Linked DNA regions of Sus scrofa: region 2 is linked to region 1. A link is a contact called in public Hi-C data. All regions are on one chromosome and are shown on one strand. Each heading gives the region's core, a stretch centred on a gene start, on an enhancer-like site or on the middle of the called end of the contact. The rest is flanking DNA. Distances are from core to core; before and after follow the strand shown. Region 1 overlaps FAM207A (protein FAM207A). Region 2 overlaps COL18A1 (collagen alpha-1(XVIII) chain).

Region 1 (4,798 bases), core at 1,554-4,053:
CGTCGTCGAAGAATCATAAGCCTGGACACGCTCAGGCCCCAGGTCATGGTCTGTTCACTTTTCCAAACCCACTTGACCAGGAATGTTCTGCACAGCTCCACGCTGGGGACCACGAAAAAGAAAATGCATTTCCACAAGAAACAGCCGAAAAGTGACAAAACATAGAAATAATAATCGGGAAAAAAATGGATAAACTTCTCTAAAAAATTAAAGCATACAATCTCTTTAAAACCCTCAAGGAAAAACACAGATCATGTTTTAACTGTGTGAGAACATAAAGAAAAAAAACATTTCAAGTTAATTTTAAGTCAGCAAAGTCACGCTTGAAAAAATAATCTAAGGAAAAAATTTCAAAACAATCACCACAGTATTTGGAAAAACATCAGCAAATATTCAACATCATGAAAAGTAAGTGTATTTTCCAAAACAAAACAAGAAGGAACCCACTCGGACAGGGGCTGAGAAAGAAAGGAAGGCTGGCCCTGCAGGGCGAGGCCTGGGGTCCCAGACCCACGGGCGGCCGGAGTGCCGCCTCTCCAGGGCCGCACCGTCACACGCCTGGAGGAGGGCTGGAGAAAGTGACCCTGGGGGTTCCGCATCACGACACCCAGCAGACACGGGGCGGTGACGTGTTACACACCAGCGGCGAGGAGGCAGCATCCCAGGGCGCCCTCCCCACGTGGCCAGGTCCCCAGGCCCAGGCCACCCAGCGGCCAGCCCGAGCACTTACTCTGCAGCCACCTCTCGCGCCTCAGCTTCAGCTTCTCCTTCTTGGGCAGAACAGCCTTGGCCTCAGCACCTGGGGACAGAGAACACGGGGTGAGCGAGCGTCCTTCCCGAGGACAAAGCCCAGAGCCCACGAATGGGGCCGGGCAGGATTGGGGCCGGCCCCTGAACCCCGGTGGGGACCTTCCTGCAGCTGAGGTGGCCCCATGCCCGACCACCTCCCAGAGAGCCGAGCAGGACCCTTCTCTCCCAGTGCCCCCTCTGGGAGCCGCGGGCCCCTCTCCAGCCAGCGTGGCAGGTGTCCTGTCCCCTCATCGCGCCCACCGCCGGTCCTCGCACCTCTGCCATCAGAACTTAGGCTGCCCCTGCCCCGCTCCCCGAGCTCCAGCCCCGGGGGCCTGCCTTCCGTGCTGGTGACCCCTCCCCAGGAGCCTGTCCTCACCCCTTCGCTACGCGCCAAACCAGCACCTGCCAACGTGCAGGGTCTGGGGAGGACCTGACAGAGGCCAAGATAAACGGGGTCGTGGGTGGGTCCTGACTCTGTCTGACGAGGTCCTTAGGAGACAGACGGGGAGATCAGGACACAGACATGCAGGAGGGTGACCGTGGGGGGACATGGGGCAGGGGCGGCTGTTCACACAGCCCGGAGAGAGGCCTGGGCCCACGCTGCCAGAGCGGGGTGCTGGAGCCACTGGGTGTAAGATCCACCATAAACCCGGCCCGGCTGGGGCCTCCCCCACAGGCACAGCCCCCGGGAGGACTGCTGTGTCCCAGCCAGGCGCCCGCGCCCTGGGGCTGAGCCACGGGCTCGAGCAGACCCCACGGGCCGTCCCACGCCTACAGCACTGCCCCCCTCCCCGGGGGATGGAGCCAAGGCGACACCCGAGGGGGCGCGGGGGTGCCAGCTGCAGGCCAGGCGGGCGGGGTCGCCCCTTCTCTAAGGACGGGCCGGAGCAGCCCAGGGGTGCCCGCGCCTTCCCGACCGGGCCTCCGCTTCCTCAGGGCGTCATGGCGGGCGTGACCTCGGACCCTCCCTCCCGGGCAGGGCGGCCTGCTGCGCAGCCCCCCCGTCCCCCCCGCTCTGCGCAGGCGCGCAGGCTGGCGGTGGGGCGTGGACGAAGGGGCGCTCGTGGGGCGGCCTCGGCGGGGCTGTGCCCGCGTGACGGGCGGAGGGCGCCGGGCAGGAGACGCCGGCCTTGGCGACTGCGTCCGCCTCAGGCTGCCCGCTGGCTTGGCCGTCCCCGGTTTCCCCGGAGATAAGGCGGCTTCAGCCCAGGACACGCTCCGTGCAGGTCCCACGGGTTTCCCGGGTGACTGCGGCCAACCCAGGGCGGCCCAGGAGGAACTGAGACCGGGCCCTGCTCGGCGGGCATCTCAGCTTGGAACCTCGGGTAGAGCCCCTGGGAGCCTAATCCCTTCCCCAAGGCCCCGACCCCACCGGCTGCGGCCTCGCCTCCTCGCTCAACATGAACGCCCCCCCCGCCCCGCCACCCCGAGGGCCGGGACTGTGTCCCCCGGGCCGAGTCAGCGGGCGGCTGGGGTGGCGGGGGGAATGGGGGGGGGCACGGGGCCAAGCCACCCACCAGGTGACGGCCGCGGTGCCACTCTGGGGCCGGGGTGGGCGGAGGGGGCACCTGTCTGGGGCGTGAGCTGAGCAAGGAGGCAGGAGACGGGGGAAGGCGGGGTGCCTGGGGCCGCGCTCCCAAAGGTTCAGGAAGCTGCCCCTCCTCCTGCAACCTTCTATCACCGTGAGAGAGTCTACGACCACCACCACGGACAGAGAGCAAACCGTGAGCGCACCGCATCCATGCAAGGAGGGGTTCAGGACCCTCCTGCTCTGCTGGGGACCTCTGCCCAGCGGCCCCCCTGGGAAGGACCCGGCACGTGATCCTGGGGCCCAGGGGGTTGGGCAGCGTCAGTCCCACTGAGACCTGGGGTCGTTCTGGCCAGGGCGGCAGCCAGACGCTGCCCTAAGGGCACAGCCGGAGCAGGCACTGGGCCAGGCACCCTGAGAGTATCCAGACATTCCAGAAGCCCAACCCCTCAAGGACCTGGCACAGCCCTCCCTCCACCATGCCAAAGCTACAGCCTTAAATGAGACAGTGGGGGGTGCAGCGCCTGTGTCCCCAGCGGCTGAGTGAGGGCAGGACAGCTGCCCGCGGCAGCGCTCCGTCCTGTCTCTGGACATCCCGGGGCTGTGGAAAGAGGCACCCGATCCAGCCCAAGGAAGACGGCCTGGCCCCGTGGTGGCCCTAACGGAAATGTCAAACACAGAGGAGGGCCCTGTAATGACCCCTCGGGGGTCCCCGGTCACCCAGCTGGCCTGGAACGCAAGGCCCCTCCTCCAGACTCCAGGGCAGCGGCCCGGCTCCTGCGAAAGGGGCCCCGTGCGGACGCGTTGCTGACCTCAGGTTCCAACACGGAAACGTCGGGATCTGGAGCAGAGGAAGGCTCACCACGGGGTGAACCAGAGCTTGAAACCCCGAGCCCCGCAAGGGGTTTCGGCAAAGCATTTTCAAAAGCCAGGCGAGGGGAGTTCCTGCTTTGGCACAACGGGATCGGCGTCTCGGGAGCACTGGGACACAGGTTCGATCCCTGGTACAGCGCTACAACTGCAGCCGGATCTGAGGGACGCCGCTGGCCACAGGGCAGCCAGAATTAAAAAAGAAAAAAAGGCCAGGTGAGGGGTGGGTCGCAGGGTAGGTGGTCAGCTTGCACACAGACCTCTGCTGAGGGTGAGGTGACAGGGCAGTGTCACAGGGGTGGACCTCACCATGCCTCGGGCACCAGTAGGTCTGGGGGCTGTGAGCTGTTCCAGACACACCTCCTCACGCAGCCAGGCTGCAGCCAAACCCTCCTGCACGGCCCACAGCAAGAGCCCATCAAGGGGCTGCAAGGAGGAACCCCCCGAGGGCCCAGCCGCCCGCAGTGGGGCCCCTTCCTGCCCTCCAGGACGGCAGGGCCACATGCCACCCGCGTCGGGCCCAGAGCAGAGGTCCACGTCTTCCAGTCCTCTGGTCAAGCACACAGAGCTCAGGCCCTGCTAGAGAGGAGGCCCTGGAGGCGTGGGCACCCTCCCCGGGGCCTGCCCCCACGGCCAGGAGGCCAAGGCGCTCAGGCCCCGCGGCGAGGCGCTCCCAGCCTGTGAGCACAGTCGGCATGGCTGGGCGACGCGGCTCTGCTGCCCCCTGCCGAGCGCCTGCCTGCGACACCTGATTGAGAGGCAACCGCGGCGGTCTGCCAGCAGGGGGAAGCTCAGGCCGCAGGGACACGGGGCGGGGCACGTGTCACAGCCCAGAGCTCTGCTTGGGTCGGGGAGGGGGGCCTAGAGGAGCACAGTCCCCGAGAGGAAGGCGGCAGGTGTCCCCAGAGCAAAGTCTCCACTGCGGCCCTGAGACCAGGCCGGTCTGCTCACCAGCAGCCCTTCCCCAACCTCTTCGCCCAGAGGCCCCTGAGCACCCGCTTCCACCCTCCTCCGGTCCTGTCCTGCGTCCGTAACCAGGCCCGCTCCACCCCCGACTGTGCTTGAGGCCAAGGCCGGGACTGCCCAGCCCAGGCATAGACGGAGCACTGCACCGGGTCCTGGCTGACACCCCAGGCGCCGATCTGAACAGAGTGGGCTTGTTTCCTGCAACATCAGTGCAAAGGAATACACAACTGGCGACAGAACTGCCAGGCTGGCACCTCACGCAGAGCAGGACGCAGGAGCCAGGGTGCAAGCCCCAGACCGGCCGGTCGCCTCATGCCCCCACCTGGAGCAGACGCAGCGGAGCAGACAGGCGGCTCCCTGCCCGAGCAGGTGCAGCTCCCCAAGTCCACAGGCCCTCAGGGCGAGGCCGAGCTCTGCTGGGGGGTGGGGGGAGCGCGGAGGTCCTGCTGGAACCAGAACTGGAGCCAGACCTGCTCCTAGACCAGCAGGGCTCCCAGCCCAGGCCTCTCCTCCTGCTAAGACTCTAATTTCTCTACAGTACGACATTTTGACATCCAAAAAAAAGCTTTTCTGGTGGAGGGACTGCCTTTCGGGGGCTGGTCCACCCCTGTCCTCTGCCTCCCGACCACCCAAGTGCCTCCC
Region 2 (4,798 bases), core at 761-3,260, 350 kb before region 1:
CTGTCTCAGGGCAGACACATCCTCACCCCTGGCCCGTCAGACGGGAGAAGCCCTGGTCTCGGAGCTGAGAGCAGTGGTTCCCGGAGCGCCCACACCTGTGCCTGCAAGGGGGTTCCTGCGTCCTGCTCCCCAAGGCCGGGGTCAAAGAGCAGAAAGGCTGCCACGCCCCCCAGGGTCCCTGGCGAGGCCGGCCCCTGTCCCTCAGCGGCCCCCCCCAGCGCCCCCACAACAGCCTCCTCAGGCCCACCCCCGCACGCCCCCTTCCCCGCCGCCCAGGTGTGAGAGAAACTGAGTCACAGAGCGGGTCCAGGGCTGGTCACCAACACAAGGACACATCCAGAGAATGGGACCTGGTGGGGTCCCCCAAAGTTACCGCAAACCTGCTCTCCCCGACAGGCCTCTCCCGGGGGTACAGCCTGGGACCAGGTCTGTGGGATAAGCCTGCATCCAGCCCGGTCGCCTGCAGAGGCCTGGGGGTTCCGGGCCCTCTGAGCGCCCCCGCCAACACCTCCGGAAGCAGCCCAGCCGCTGCCCGGGGCCCCCACTGCCCGGGGCTCCCGCTGAGCTCCCAGCTCCCTTGGGAAGCACACGGCCCCCCGGGCACACCTGGCGGGAGGGAGGCGCCTCGTTATTTGAAAGTCCGTTCAGAACGTACCTACAAAAGACAGGGCTTTTCCCTCATTCGAAAGATGGAACACCGCGCCCCCGTCCCCTCAGCCGCGCTTCCTACTGACATGGGACAAGCGCAGCCTGCGTCTGTCTCCACGTTCTGCTCCGAGCCCCGGAAGGTCAGAAGAAATCAAAGAGTCTGTGACCCCTTTCAAAACGAAACTGCTGTTATTTTCTTTGGCTAAACTGTTCAGTCAAGTTTCAAAGAGGATTAACATCTGTGCTCGCTGCTGTTTTTCTCTAGAACCTTCTGGCCTTTTCTCATGCGGTCGTTGCGGGAGGGGGCCGGGCCCGCGGGGGCTTCTTGGGAGCCCATCACTGCACATCGGACTCCGCTCTGGAGGTGGGGCGGGGGCCGAGGGGCCAGGCCAGCCTGTGCAGTTTCCACCCACAGAGCGGTGGGAGGGCGACACTGCATCCGTGGGCGGGGGGCACCTGAGCCGGCCCTGCATCACGTCCTCACACCTCTCAGCACGGAGCCCGGGCGTGGGGGGGTGGTCACAGGCGACCTGCTCCGGGGCCCGTGGGGAAGGATGCAGCCCAGGAGCCTGGAGGCGGCTGCAGCGGACCCTGGGGGAGCCCCCCTGGGAGAGCCCACCTAGGGAGCCCTCAGGCAGGCAGCTCTCGGCCAGGCTCATAAGAGGGGCCTCCCCAGAGTCCTGGCGCCAGCCTGCCTGCCCGTCCCTGGGGCTCCAGCCCCGCAGGACATCCCTGTGGTCGTGTCCCCCGGGCCAGGGCGAGAAGCAGAGCAGGCCCCTGGGCCCTTGGTAGCCTTTGTTCCACTCGACCCTGAGAGCAACGTGCCGGGACCGGTGGGTCCCCAAGGCCTCTGTCCGTGCCTCCTGCCGGGCCCCACAGGGCCAGCCGGGCCCCACGTGGGCGGCTCTCCCCTCCCCTTCCTCCAAAGTCCACCCCAGCCCTGGCCCTGCAGGCGCTGCCCTAGTCCTGGGCCAGGGTCCGAAAGAGTCTCTAGTAACAGACACTGAAGCTCAGGGGCAGCCGGGGACCCCGTGGGGATCTCGGCGAGAATCCTGTCGGCTTCAGCCAGGTGCCCAGCCAACTCCTGGGGCCCTGAGAACATGGCCAGCCTGGGAACCCCCATCAGAATGGGCCTCCTCCCGCACCCGTGCCATCCCCACCTGGCCTCCACGGCGCAGTGGGTCCCTCCCCGCCCCCAGGCCACGGCAGAATGGGTCGCTGCATGTGTGCAGCAGGCGCTGGGGGGGCTGTGAACGCCCCCAGCCCTGGGCCCCAGCAAGAGCTCTGCTCTGTCTCAGGCCCCCCTCCCAGGCTGCCTGACAGCCCAGATAAGCTGCTGCGAATGGAATGTGACCTCCCTCTGGGGTGTCAGGCCCCAGCTTTGCAAATAAATCACCTGGAAGACAAATGACAGTGCCTGACAGTCCCCGGGTCCCTGCGGGTCCACTCGGTCCCGTCTGTTCCTCTGATCCCTGCCTTGGTCCCCATGCCGCCCGGCTGACCCACTGGGTGGGTGACCGGGCGGCAGAGCCTCGTGACCCCGGCTTCCAGAGCCAGCCAGTGTCCGCTGACCTGCCGCCTCGTCGAAAGGGCCGGGCTGGGGCCTCTGCCTGAGGCCATAAAAGTTCTCCCCATGTGGTCTCTGCCTAGAAGTAAAAGCAAATTCACCCGCCAGAGCACGAGACCTGAGGCCAGGACCGCGTCTCCGCATTCCTGGGCTTCCAGCCGCGCAGGCAGCCACCCACCCACTGTCTCCATCTGCCTTTGTAACCGGACCCGGGGTCACCAGGAGCGCCCCGGCCTGCCCCTTCTGCACCTGGCACAGGCCCCAGTGCCCCTCCCCAGCACCCAGGCAGGTGGCTGCCTGCCCTGAGGGGGAGCAGAGAGACCAGAGTTCCACCTGCTCAGAACTCTAGCCCATACCCCGCTTCATGGCCACAGTGCTCCCTGCACGTGGCAGCTGCCTGGACGCGACAAGCAGGGTGGCAGGGCCCTCTTTAGGATCAGGGAGGGGACGGGGGGTGGCTGTCGGGGGGGGGTCACAGGCAGCCTCCCGGGGCCAGGCCCTGGGAGAAGGGGAGGGGGCACCAGCAGCAGAGGCCACAAAGCCGTGGTGACACGGCTCACAAAAGACTGCGGATGGGGGAACCAGGCCAGTGGGTAGAGACACCCAGCAGTGCATCAGGCTGGACAGATGCCGTGGGTGGGGCTCTGCGATGCACCTGCCCCTGTCCTCGGCCGCCTCACCAGGCGGAGGATCCTGGGGGACCGCTCGGGGCCAGGTCCTCGGCTCAGAGCCTAAAGCAGAGGAAGGTGCTCCAGCCCATCCGGGGACAGGAGGGGAGAAGAGGAGCCTCCCCGGAGGCAGCTCCAGCCCGCAGAGTCTGCTGTGGGCGCAGAGGCTGCACAAACGAGTGGACGGGGGGCGCCGTGAACGAACAGACCCCCGGGCCGGCCCCGCATGCCAGGAGCCTCCTGCCAGCCCGCTCTGCCTTCGTCCCGCACAGCCACCATCCTTCCCCCGAGTGCGGCGTGAGCAGAGAGCAGCGCCCTCCATTCCGGCCGAGGGTCAGCAGACAGGCCGCTGCCCGGGATGCTGGTCACACCCCTTCCCGCAGGACTCCGACGACGAGGACCTTGGGATACGACGGGGGACCACGTTTAGGGAAAGCCACAGCCCGAGTCCAGAGACGGCGCGGCTTCAGAGAGAATGTCTCTTCCAAGCGAAAGGACCTCCCCGGAGCATCAGGAAGCCATTGAAATAAGCCAGGAAGCACAGACACTCAACTTCGTGGCTGAGCCTGGAAAACATGAAGTCGGTGAGAGAAGCCAGACCACGGGACACACACCGCGGCGTCTATCCGCCCAAACATCCGAGCCGGTGAGCCCAGAGGCAGGAAGCAGCTGAGTGGGAGCCGGGCGGGTGCGGGGGAGCGACGCCCGCGGGGAGTCGTTCCCAGGCGGAACGTCCGACGTCCTGATGGTGGCATCCCGTGGCAGGTGTACTGTCACCGAACCCTCCTTTAAAATGGTTAGATTCAGGCTATGTGGGTTTTACTCCTATAAGGACTTAAGGAGCCTGGTTGTTCCCCAGCCTGCAGGACAGAGAGAAGGACACAGCCATCCTGGAGTCTCCCGACCTCAGGTCCAGGCCTGGCCACGCCCCTGGGTCACTGTCAGCCCCCGGGGGAAGGGCCACCACCTTCCCAGTCTGCTCAGCCCTGTGCAGGGAGGCCGCCCCCACGGGAGCTTCTTCACAGCCCCCAGCCTCGCTCACGCATGCACTCCTGAACCCCCAGGGACATAGTGTGGCGAGGCGAGCCCTCAGAAGTGCTCTTAGGGCGACCGGAGGGGCAGTCAGGAGGGCTGCATGGGGGAGGTGGCCTGGGCACATCCGCCCGCCTCGGCTCCGACTCGGGAGACCTGGGGTCTTCTGGCTGGGAAGCAGTCTTCACCACGGAGAGGCCGACCCCGGAGGCCCCAGGCGGTGAGTCACTGCGCCTCATTGCTTAGCCGTGAGCTCGCCGCCCAGGTGCCAGCCTGTGCATCCAGGCCGCACCCTCTCTGCTTCCCCGTCGGCCCCGCGGCACCTGGCCCGGAGCCCGGAGCCGACCGCAGACAAGCCCGAGCCAGGTCCCTGGAGACGGAAATCAGAACCCAGATTCTAGCGGGACTCTGGCCGCTCAGAATCTACCATCCAGGAAAGGGGCTGGTGCCACGTGGTCGCCACGTGGGCAGCTCCACCTGGAGAATCTTGGCTCGGCCTGTGAGGCCACGACACGCAGGCAGGCAGGCAAGGTCAGCCTGGGTGGGCACAGGGCCAGAGGGGAGCCTGCCTGGAGGAGGCAACACCCCCTCCAAGCAGCGTCCCAGCAGCGTGGGCTGTGTCCCAGAAGTGCAGGTGGGGTCTGGGGTCTGGGGTCTGGGCAGCAAGGCAGTCAGGCAGGTGAGCGAGGAGTGGGGCTGCCCTGGGGAGAGGCTTCAGGCCCCAGGGTCCCTGGGAAGGTTGTGCACAGGCAGGAAGGAGGGGGAGGGGCCGGGGCGGGGCGAGGTCCTGATGTGGAAACTCGGCTTCTCTCCTGGGGCTGCCACACAGTCGCACGGCGTCTGGGGGGCAGCACGCCTGGCCCCACAAATGCTCTGGAAAAGC

What was found. A called contact is a pair of places that touch in the nucleus more often than the background predicts.
Region 2: a Hi-C map of embryonic fibroblasts shows a contact between it and region 1, with 5 times the contacts expected there. The contact joins two enhancer-like sites. A contact is called at or near these places in 10 of 47 Hi-C or Micro-C datasets (alveolar macrophages, embryonic fibroblasts, fetal heart ventricle and 6 more).

Annotation. Positions count from the first base shown.
Region 1 is chr13:207,574,411-207,579,208 of Sscrofa11.1, reverse strand. It overlaps FAM207A (protein FAM207A), which reads right to left. Exons shown (of 6, transcript XM_013990227.2): 3 at 731-799. Among named protein-coding and RNA genes, the nearest start is that of FAM207A, 16 kb to the right of the region's middle. Within about 2 kb of position 2,803, at least 17 of the 83 cell types and tissues checked have an H3K27ac peak or open chromatin away from gene starts, as enhancers often do.
Region 2 is chr13:207,922,328-207,927,125 of Sscrofa11.1, reverse strand. The region is part of intron 2 of COL18A1 (collagen alpha-1(XVIII) chain); the gene reads right to left. Among named protein-coding and RNA genes, the nearest start is that of COL18A1, 17 kb to the right of the region's middle. Within about 2 kb of position 2,010, at least 20 of the 83 cell types and tissues checked have an H3K27ac peak or open chromatin away from gene starts, as enhancers often do.